Regions from separate parts of the Mus musculus genome. Here region 1 is linked to region 2. A link is a contact called in public HiChIP or PLAC-seq data. All regions are on one chromosome and are shown on one strand. The core of a region is the stretch at or near the end of the contact, and the rest is flanking DNA. Distances in the headings are between cores, read along the strand shown. Region 1 holds the start of Gm52627 (a long non-coding RNA gene). Region 2 overlaps Pip5k1a (phosphatidylinositol-4-phosphate 5-kinase, type 1 alpha).

Region 1 (4,992 bases), core at 2,289-4,788, 600 kb before region 2:
CTAGAGCTGACCATTGGCTGATACCGTTTTGTGGTTTGTTTGTTTGTTTTGTTTTTTGAGACAAGGTTTCTCGTTGTTAATAGTCATGTCTGTCCTGGACTTGCTTTGTAGACCAGGCTGGCCTTGAACTCACAGAGCCCACCTGCCTCTGCTTCCTGACTGACTGCTCTTCCAGAGGTTCTAAGTTCAATTCCTGGAAAGCACATGTCAGAACCATCTGAAATGAGATTTGATGCACTCTTCTGGTGTGTCTGAGGACAGCTACAGTGTTCTCCCATACATAAAGTAAATAAAATCTCGGGCAAGGAAGTAAAGGGTGTGCCACCATGCCCAGCAGTTCCCCTGTTTTCTGTTGTTCTTAAATGGTTTTTATTTTATGTGCACTGGTGTCTCTGAGAGGTATTCCAATCCCCTGGACTGAGCTGTAGACAGTTGTGAGCTTCCACATGGGTGCTGGGAATTGGACTCTGGAAGAGCAGTCAGAGCTTATAAGCCCTGAGCCATTTCTCCAGCCCCTGTGATTCTGTGTGTGTTGTAGAACAAGAGTGACAGTAAAGTGACAGGAACGAATGGGCAAAGCTGTGCTCCCACCAAGATTTATGACGCTGAAACATCAATACATCACAAAATACTTTTCAGATTTTTATTAACTATTTTAGAACACAAGCCAGGCTGTCAAGCTAGCTGAATTAAGGCACTGGGCACCAAGACTGAGTGCCCTGACATGGATCCTGGGACTAACTCGTCCAAGTGATCGTTCAACCTCACACCTGTGCCTCTCCCATACTCCCTGCTCCTGGCCAGGTAGTTCGATTAGTGAAGGTGCTAGTTGCCAGGCAACGACCACTGGCACTTGATTCCTGGATCTCACAGGGTAGGAGAGAGCAGTCTCCTGAAGGCACACAGGTGTTCTCATAGATACAGACAAAGTAAATGGAATTAAAAAATGAAGCCATGTGGTGCACGCCTTTAATCCCAGCACTAAGGAGGCAGAGGCAGGCAGATCTCTGAGAGTTCAAGAGCAGCCTGGTCTACAGAGTTCCAAGACAGTGAAAGCTACACAGAGAAACCCTGTCTCGAAAAACCAAAAAATAAAACTTAAATAAATAATGCAAGCCAGGTGTTTGCTCGTGGTGCATGCCTGTGGTTCGAGGGCTTCGGAGATGGGGGCAGGCTAAATATCAGAATTCAAGGTTATTGTAAGAGTCAGGGAATCCACTCTTACTCTCGCCTCCCTCTTGCCTTTTGACCCCTTGCTTCCCCCCCACCAATGTGGTCATAACTGGCCTCTACTTCTCTGCCTCTACTACCCTCTTCACTCCCCTCCCCATGCCCTGAATAAACTCTATTCTATACAACAAAAAAATAAATTAGGGAGTCCAACTTTTCCCAGAATAAATTTGACTTTGTGAGTTATCTCAATGTGCTCTTTTAAAAGCTATAAAATAGCTTTTTCCCCTCCCCAGGACAGGGGTCTCTGTGTAGCCCTGACATGCTCAAACTCAGAGCCGCGCCAGCACTGGACTAAGGCATGGTGTGCTCAGCCACTGGTGACTATCCTTGTCAAAGTCCTCTTTAAAAAAAAAAAAGATTAATTAATTAATTTATGTATATGAATCACTGTAGCTGTTTTCAGACACACCAGCAGAGGGCATCCGATCCCATTACAGATGGCTGTGAGCCACCATGTGGTTGCAAGGAATTGAACTCAGGACCTTCAGAAGAGCAGTCAGTGCCCTTTTAACCACTGAGTGACCCCTTTTGTCAAATTCTTTTTTTTTTTTTAATTAGGTATTTTCCTCATTTACATTTTCAATGCTATCCCAAAGGTCCCCCATACCCACCCCCCCAATCCCCTACCCACCCACTCCCCCTTTTTGGCCCTGGCGTTCCCCTGTACTGGGGCATATAAAGTTTGCAAGTCCAATGGGCCTCTCTTTGCAGTGATGGCCGACTAGGCCATCTTTTGATACATATGCAGCTAAAGACAAGAGCTCCCGGGTACTGGTTAGTTCATATTGTTGTTCCATTTTGTCAAATTCTTATGCCATAAGTTTTTCTTTCCCTTGACATCGATACATTCTCTTTTAACTCTCTAAGCAGTTTCTTTTTTAAAAATTATTTATGTTTATGTGTTCATGCACACGTGTATACACAGGTGTCTGCAAAGGCCAGAAGAGAGCTTTGTGTCCCCAAAGCTGGAGCTACAGCCAGTTGTAAGCCACTCTGCATGGGTGCTCTGAACTGAACTATGGTCCTCTGCAAAAACATGCAACAATCTTTTGTTGTTGTTGTTGTTGTTGTTTTTCCAAGGCAGGGTTTCTCTGTGAAGTCCTGGCTGTCCTGGAACTCACTCTGTAGACCAGGCTGGCCTCAAACTCAGAAATCTGCCTGCCTCTGCCTCCTAAGTGCTGGGATTAAAGGTGTGCGCCACCACTGCCTGGCAACATCTAACATTCTTAACTCTTAACCAACTCTCTAGCCCCTGCACCCCAATTTTTAAGGTGCACTTGTGTTTTGTCTGCATGTATGTCTGTGTAAAGGTAATGGACCTGTGGAGTTACAGACAGTGTGGGCTGCCATGTGGTGCTGGGAATTCAATCTAGGTCCTTTGGAAGAGCTCTTAACCACTGAGCCCACTCCAGCCCAAATTCTTTTCTTTTTTTAAGGCAGGGTCTCACTCTGTAGACCAGGCTGGCCTCCAAGTCAGAGCTCCACTTGCCTCTGCCTCCCAAGCACCAGCACTTGTGGCGTATTTCTCTCACGAAAGCTGACACCACCATAGCCAGCTTCTGCTCTGTATAGGTCACAACACAGAAAGGAAGAGAGAGACCAGGCTTCAACCACCAAATGTGGAGGAGGGGAAGCTGGCGAGCAAGAAGGGCTCCCCAGAATTCAGCATTACCAAGGTGTTCCTCAGAGTAGCTGTTGGGAGAGTTGGTCTTTTGTGTGCCCAAGTGGATGCCCAGGACAAAACAAAACAAAATTCAAACCAATCCACATCACACACAGAGACAGACACACACACACACACACACACACACACACACACACACACACCCTCATTTCAACACAGTTGTTTCCCTGTTTCTGTTTCACTGCTTCATGAGGGATTTCTGAGAAATGAGAACACGTCACTTCCCACAGCCTCTGTGTTTGTTCGTTGTTTTAAATTTTGTTTCATCTTATTTTCTTTGGAATTTTCTTTTTGTAGCCCAGGCTGGCCTGAAACTGGAGGCAATCCTTTTGTGTCTGTCTCTCATGTGTTTAAATTACTAGCATGGCTTATGGTGATTTGTTTGTTTTGAATGAAGAGACGGGAGCGGAAGGGCAGGAGGAGCTCGCAAGCTCATACTAAGTAATCCAGAATGTTCCACACTAGGAGAAACACCACTCTGTATGCAGTCACCTGCAGGCTGCGTCTGGGCTCAGACCTGGGCTTCTCTGGGTCAAAAGGAAGTAAACAAGACTACCATCCTCAGGAAATGTGCACAAACCTAACAGCTGCTTCTCTGTGGCAGCCCAGCTGGCTCTCCCTCCCATCAATACTTCTAGGGCAGAGACTGCTCCAGGCACATTGGCCCATGCTTATAATCCTAGCAAGCGGTGGTGGCTAAGGCAGGAGACTGCTGCAAGTTTGAGGCCCACCCAGTACACACAGCAAACCATGTTTTTTTCTTTTTTTAAAAAAAGCTGCAGTCAGGCAGTGGTGGCGCACGCCTTTAATCCCAGCACTCGGGAGGCAGAGGCAGGCAGATTTCTGAGTTCGAGACCAGCCTGGTCTACACAGAGAAACCCTGTCTCGAAAAAAACAAAAACAAAACAAAACAACCAAGCCGCAGCTTCTGCAACCAGTTAGAAGCTTTCTCCTGGACTGTTTTCTTGCTCCCTTGCCCAGCACACCTTGCCCCAGGCTAACTTGAATAAACACACACACACACACACACACACACACACACACACACACACACACACGTGAGCACAGGAGGGCTGGGGCGAGATTCTGAATGGGGAATGCTGCCCCAGCCAGTCAGGGGACCAGGAGCTGAGATCTCCCCAACAGGCTTGGTGATTAATACCGGCAGGGCAGCCAAAACAATGAGCTCATGGGCAAGAAAAATGCAGTCCGTGGGGGAAGTCTGGGCAGCCAGAGCAAACTGGTTTTCTGAATCAGGATGGGAAGAGCAGTAATTGAGTCTCCCACGGGAACAAAATGACGACTAGAAGCCACCAGGAATTTAGTCGCTTTCGGGGGTTGTTCCTACTGAATTTTGTTTTGCAGAGTGGAGCTCTTGGTCCTATGCTCAAAACCCTGCTTGCTTTCCCTGGCTGTGAGAGTCTGGACAGTGAAGGACCAAGCAGCTGTGAGAATCCAGCTCTACTCTAACAGGCTATACATACAGAAACTTAGGTAAGGACGTGGCAGTAATCCCAGCATTTACTAGACTCAGCCCATGGAACAAGAATGTCTCAAGTAAGACAAGGCACTCAATACAGCTAGTCAATCAATGTTACTATCACAGCCCCCACAGTACATCGTGGGGGTCATGTCAGTTGTTCCCCATCTGACGTATAGAGCTGACAGGGAGCTAGGTCGAAGCTGATGTGTAGCCAAATGCCAGAATATATAGCACTATTTGTCATGGTCCCAGGAGAAAAAGTAAAACTCCAGACTAGACTTTTGGGTAGGTGAGGACCCAGCAGTTAGGAAACATATGGTGTTCTTTACAGAAACCAGTTTGTGTCCCAGTACGCGAAGTAGACAGCTCACAAATACCTGATTCCAGCTCCTCACTCAGGATCGACCCACTCAATCCACATTCACTCTCTCTCACATACCGGTACTTAAAAATAAACAAAGCCATGAACCTTTAATCTCAGCATTTGGGAGAGAGATCCTGGGAGTTCAAAACCAGCATGATCTACTGGTCTATATAGTGACTTTTTTTTTTTTTTTTTTTTTTTGAGACGGTTTCTCTGTATAGCCCTGGC
Region 2 (4,914 bases), core at 2,090-4,589:
CCATTGTGCCCAGCTTTCTAAACCAGTCAAACAGACTGTAGACCAGAGTAGCCTCAAACTCAGAGATTCAGAGATCTGCTGACTTCTGCTTTCCCGTGCTGGGATTAAAAGTATACACACCACTCTTAAACACCAAGTTGTGCCACCCCCACCCCGTTTCTCGGGAAATACCTGGACCCTCCATCCTGTCCGCCTCTCTGTGTTGCCCCATGTTACCCTTATTTGTTCACTCTGTGCTGCTTCCTCAATGATGCCCTCTGTCAGTCTCCTGTTTGTCTCTCTGTCTGTGTTTAAAAGGCTAGACAACCACTTAACTAAATGAGCCAAGGGTTGTTTTAAGTTACACTCAGTCAGTTGTGGCCAGCTGTTCCTCGGCCTTTCTTCTGCATGCCTGTAATGACACCCTTGGCTAAACTGCACTGTCCTGTGCGCCATGGGAGCTGAAGTGAGTGGACCCCTCTTCACCCTGTGCTAGGGAGCAAAACAGGCTGGGTGTCAGGTGCTCTCATGTCCTTGGTGTTGATACACCTTGCCATTACCATTGTCCTGCCCTTCCCAGCCTCTTTGATTGGCCGCATCTGCCCTGTGCATTTCTTTCATATCAGCATTATGGAGCCTGATGTGTGTTACTTTCTCTAGCGTTTTGCAATGGTCCTTTCTCACTTTATTTACCTGGTCTTACTTTTTATTTCTAGTTTGTTGTTTGTGAGCCTATTTCAGTGATCTTTTTTAGCCTTCTCTATGGTCTTTTATATAAATATTTGTTCTGTTTTACTGTACTGTATTGCAGTTATTTTTACATTTGTATTCAGTAAGTGTTGAACTAAATTGAAACTGATTATAGAAAGTCGTACCACACATCTTTTCTGACCCAGATCTGTCACAGTCTACTCCCTTCCCCCCCCTTTTGAGATTGGGACTCAGGTAACCGAAGCTATCCCTCTTCTCCCTATGTAGCTAAGAATGACCTTGATTCTTGCTCCTTCCTTCATCTTATGTCACCATGCTCAGTTTATGTAGTGCTGGGAATGGAGCTTGGATTTCCAACCATCCAGGCAACCACTCCACTGTCTGAGTTACATCTCCAACCTGTTGTTACAGATGTTTGCCACAGTTTGGGTATATAGTCCGTGTACCTTGAAAAAGACAGTGTTCTGTTCATTTTTATCTTTTTTTTTAACATTTATTTATTTATTTAATATATATGAGCACACTATAGCTGTCTTCAGACACACCAGAAGAGGGCATCAGATCCCATTACAGATGGTTGTGAAGCACCACATGGTTGCTGGGAATTGAACTCAGGATCTCTTGAATAGCAGTCACTACTCCTAACCACCGAGCCATCGCTCCAGCCCCTTAGTGTTCTTTTCATAAGTGACAAAATGAACTCTAAAAAATAAGTTGCAACTGAGCATGGTGGCACATGCCTTTAATCCCAGCACTCGGGAGGCAGAGGCAGGCGGATTTCTGAGTTCGAGGCCAGCCTGGTCTACAAAGTGAGTTCCAGGACAGCCAGGGCTATACAGAGAAACCCTGTCTCAAAAAACAAACAAAAAAGTCGCATTACCTACTCTGGTAGCTTGGGCCTATAATTCCAATTACTTGGAGGCTTAGGCAAAAGAACCACAAGTTTAAGGATACCATGGGGAACTTGGTGAGACATTATTATTATTATTATCATCATCATCTATTATTCAAATGGGAGAAAGGTAAGGAAAGGACTATAAATAAAGACCTACCAGAGTAAAAAGAGAGATGAAGTCAGTGAAAACCTGAAGAAGTCTGACAGCTCCCAAATGTTGACAGTGTCCTTTCTCCCCATTAGGTGCTGCAGAGCTTCAAGATAATGGACTACAGCCTGTTGATGTCCATCCACAACATGGACCATGCACAGAGGGAGCCCACGAGCAATGACACACAGTACTCGGCTGACACGCGCAGACCAGCCCCACAGAAGGCGCTCTATTCCACAGCTATGGAATCCATCCAGGGCGAGGCTCGACGGGGCGGCACTGTGGAGACTGAGGACCAGTGAGTGGGCTTGGAAGCAGCAGCTGCTCACAGCACTGATGCTCATGGAGCCATTGACTTTAAAAGAATAGAAGAGGGAAAAAAAGTGTCCAAGTTTGTAGTGCACTGGGGAGAGCTCTCTAGGATGAAAAGATTGAGAGTGTTGTTTAGATCTAGAAGCTTAGGTGCGCACTATACATCTCATTCAGTTGTATTACGGCATATCACAGGCTTTCCTGCCAAAGGCCTCTCTCTCACTGTCTTGGGTTTGTCCAGTGGTTACAGTTACTAAAAGTTTCAGATGGTTTCATGTTTTAGATGTCTTACAACATGACTGCCAAGGAAAGTGTCTTAATGGGGACAAATTAAGATACCCAAGTAACAGCATGTTTGCTTTTATAGGGGGACTGCTCCAAAATTGCTGTGTAGTGGTGATTTTAGTCTTGATGGAGCTCTGTGGGAGAAGTACAGGAGGTTCTATGCATGCTCAGAGGGGCATAGTCTGGGGGATGAGGCAGCTGTTTAGTTCTTAGCTCCATGTCCAGATTCGGCTGACGTTAGAAGTCTCTCCCTGTAGTAAACACATTTTTCTAACTCTTTTCCTTTGCTTCTCCAGCATGGGTGGCATCCCTGCCCGGAATAACAAAGGAGAAAGGCTCCTGCTTTATATTGGCATCATTGATATTCTTCAGTCCTACAGGTGAGGGCATGTGGGTCACAGATTAGGACAGAGAGGACATGGCTAGCCACTCACGGCTTTTCCTTTTATTGATTTATTTATTTTTTTCATTTTGGGAATATGTTTTGCATTTTGCCTATATATATATATATATATATATATATATATATATATATATATATATATATATGTGTGTGTGTGTGTATGTATGTATGTATATATATATATATATGTACCACTCTAATGTCTGGTGCTTGTGGCGTGTAGAGAAAGGTGTTGAATCCCCTAGGACTGGAGTAAAGGTGGCTGTGAGCTACCTGTGGGTGCTGGGAACTGACCTAGATCCTCTCTCTTCAAGAGCAGCAAGTGCTCTTAACTGCTGAGCCACCTCTCCAGTCCTGGTACTCACTCTGTAGACCAGGCTGGCCTTGAACTCAGAAATCGCCTGCCTCTGCCTCCCAAGTGCTGGGATCAAAGGCATGCGCCACCACACCCAGCTCCCCACGTACTTCTTTATAAAGTTCCTCATGATGCAAGAACCCTGAGTCACGGTCTGGTGACCCATGGATTTTAGGTGGGTTTATTCCTCTTCGGCATGACGTGTCCTCTGTGGAATGCTTGGTCTGTCCTCAGGAGCACAGGGTGGAGCACTCCCTCTGCCTTGACTTTCGGGAGAAACCTTTGGGCTGAGTCATGCTCCACATAAGGAGATAGCTAGAGGCACATTCTCGTTTCCACAGGAAAATGAGATCTGTGTTATGTGAAAACCGCCTGTGGAAGATAGCGGCTGTGACGTGCTGGGAGGAGGAGCTGGAAATGCTAGGCTCTGTTCTATTCCGAACACATTTTCAGTACTGACGCAGACCGAATCTTTAATATTTAATTTACTGATTATTATCTAACTAAAACTTTTTTTTACATTTATTTGCTTATTGTATATGTTTGTGAACATTTATACTATAGCCAGCACGTGGAGGTCAGAGGACAGCTGTGGGGATTGGTTCAGGTCATCAGACTTGGTGGCAAGCGCCTTTACCCACTGAGCCATCTCACCAGACCTCTTACGCAAGTGTGGCTATACTTTCCCAGCTTTTTCCGCCTGTTCCTCCAGCTGCCTTTTCTCTCTTGGTTTGTGGTTTGTCCTGGTTTTGTTTTTGTTTTTTAGACAAGGTCTCCCATTGTAGCTCTGGCAGAGCTGGAGCTCATGGTGTGCTTGGTGACAGGCGTGTGTCCCTGTGCTTACTCAGCCTTCTCTAGCAGTTGAACCCAGGGCCTCAGACATTTGCTAGTTTTCCCTGACTCGTCAGGGAATTAGAAGCTGCCCTTCCCCCTGGCAGAATCATTGACTTAGCTAGAAGCAGCATTGGTCTCTGTGGACTAAGTACTACCTTGCCAGTTCTCTTGAAAGCCTATATATACAGTGGATGTGTTTATCTGTTGAAGGTTTTCTGTTATCATGGTCTTTTTAAGGTCTCTAAAATAAATAATTATTATAGTCTTTCACATAAAAAACCAGTGTGTGATACACATTTTTCTTGGCAGGTTTGTTAAGAAGTTGGAGCACTCTTGGAAAGCACTGGTCCATGATGGGGTGAGTGTAATGTCAGCTGAAGGCCTTCTTCCCACTTCTCCATTTTTTGCCATTTGTCCCCTCAGCAGTTTCTTCCTTTTTTTTTTTTTTTTTTTTTCATTTATGGGTTTTACCCCTCTGGTAGGGTTTCAATCTAAGAGAACAAGCTTTTTAACAACACAGCCTTCTGCTGGGCCTCTTTTTCTCTGTAGTTGTGTCTCCTATTCAAAAGACATGGCCTCTTTCCTGCTGGGCCTCTATTTAACCCTGTAGCCGTATCTTTGCTGGGCCTCTGTTAAGCCTGTAGCTATGTCTCCTCTTCAACAGGATACGGTGTCAGTGCATCGTCCAGGCTTCTATGCTGAGCGGTTCCAGCGTTTCATGTGCAACACAGTGTTCAAGAAGATTCCCTGTAAGTGGCTTCTACCAGATGATCCCCCAGTGGCTCCCTTCCCCCAAGACATGGGGGGCAAGACACCTCTGTCAGGGAGCTGCCAAGGCCAGAGGCCTCTCCTGCTCTGCCTACATCCTGTGAGCGCTGCTTCTCGTCCTTGTGTCAGTCACTGTCTGTCCCAGTGTTTCCGCGTTGCTGCTCCCCCCTGGCTCTCCCTACATGTATCGTCGAGGTGAGGGCTATTTCTGGGAAATTGGT

The links. HiChIP or PLAC-seq counts read pairs in DNA pulled down with a chosen protein or histone mark.
Region 1: a contact with region 2 is called in an HNF4G HiChIP or PLAC-seq map of pancreatic cancer cells. The contact joins two enhancer-like sites. A contact is called at or near these places in 1 of 115 datasets of contacts at active chromatin or transcription factors (pancreatic cancer cells) and 1 of 9 other capture datasets (adipose tissue).

What each region holds. Positions count from the first base shown.
Region 1 is chr3:95,667,282-95,672,273 of GRCm38.p6, reverse strand. It overlaps Gm52627 (a long non-coding RNA gene), which reads right to left and starts at 102. Exons shown (of 2, transcript XR_003954671.1): 1 at 1-102. Within about 2 kb of position 3,538, at least 258 of the 459 cell types and tissues checked have an H3K27ac peak or open chromatin away from gene starts, as enhancers often do. A contact at or near this core is called in adipose tissue and pancreatic cancer cells, where this site is marked.
Region 2 is chr3:95,065,181-95,070,094 of GRCm38.p6, reverse strand. Pip5k1a (phosphatidylinositol-4-phosphate 5-kinase, type 1 alpha) reads left to right here. Exons shown (of 15, transcript NM_008847.3): 8 at 1,829-2,034; 9 at 2,630-2,713; 10 at 4,235-4,283; 11 at 4,590-4,674. Among named protein-coding and RNA genes, the nearest start is that of Gm24920, 23 kb to the left of the region's middle. Within about 2 kb of position 3,339, at least 93 of the 459 cell types and tissues checked have an H3K27ac peak or open chromatin away from gene starts, as enhancers often do. A contact at or near this core is called in adipose tissue and pancreatic cancer cells, where this site is marked.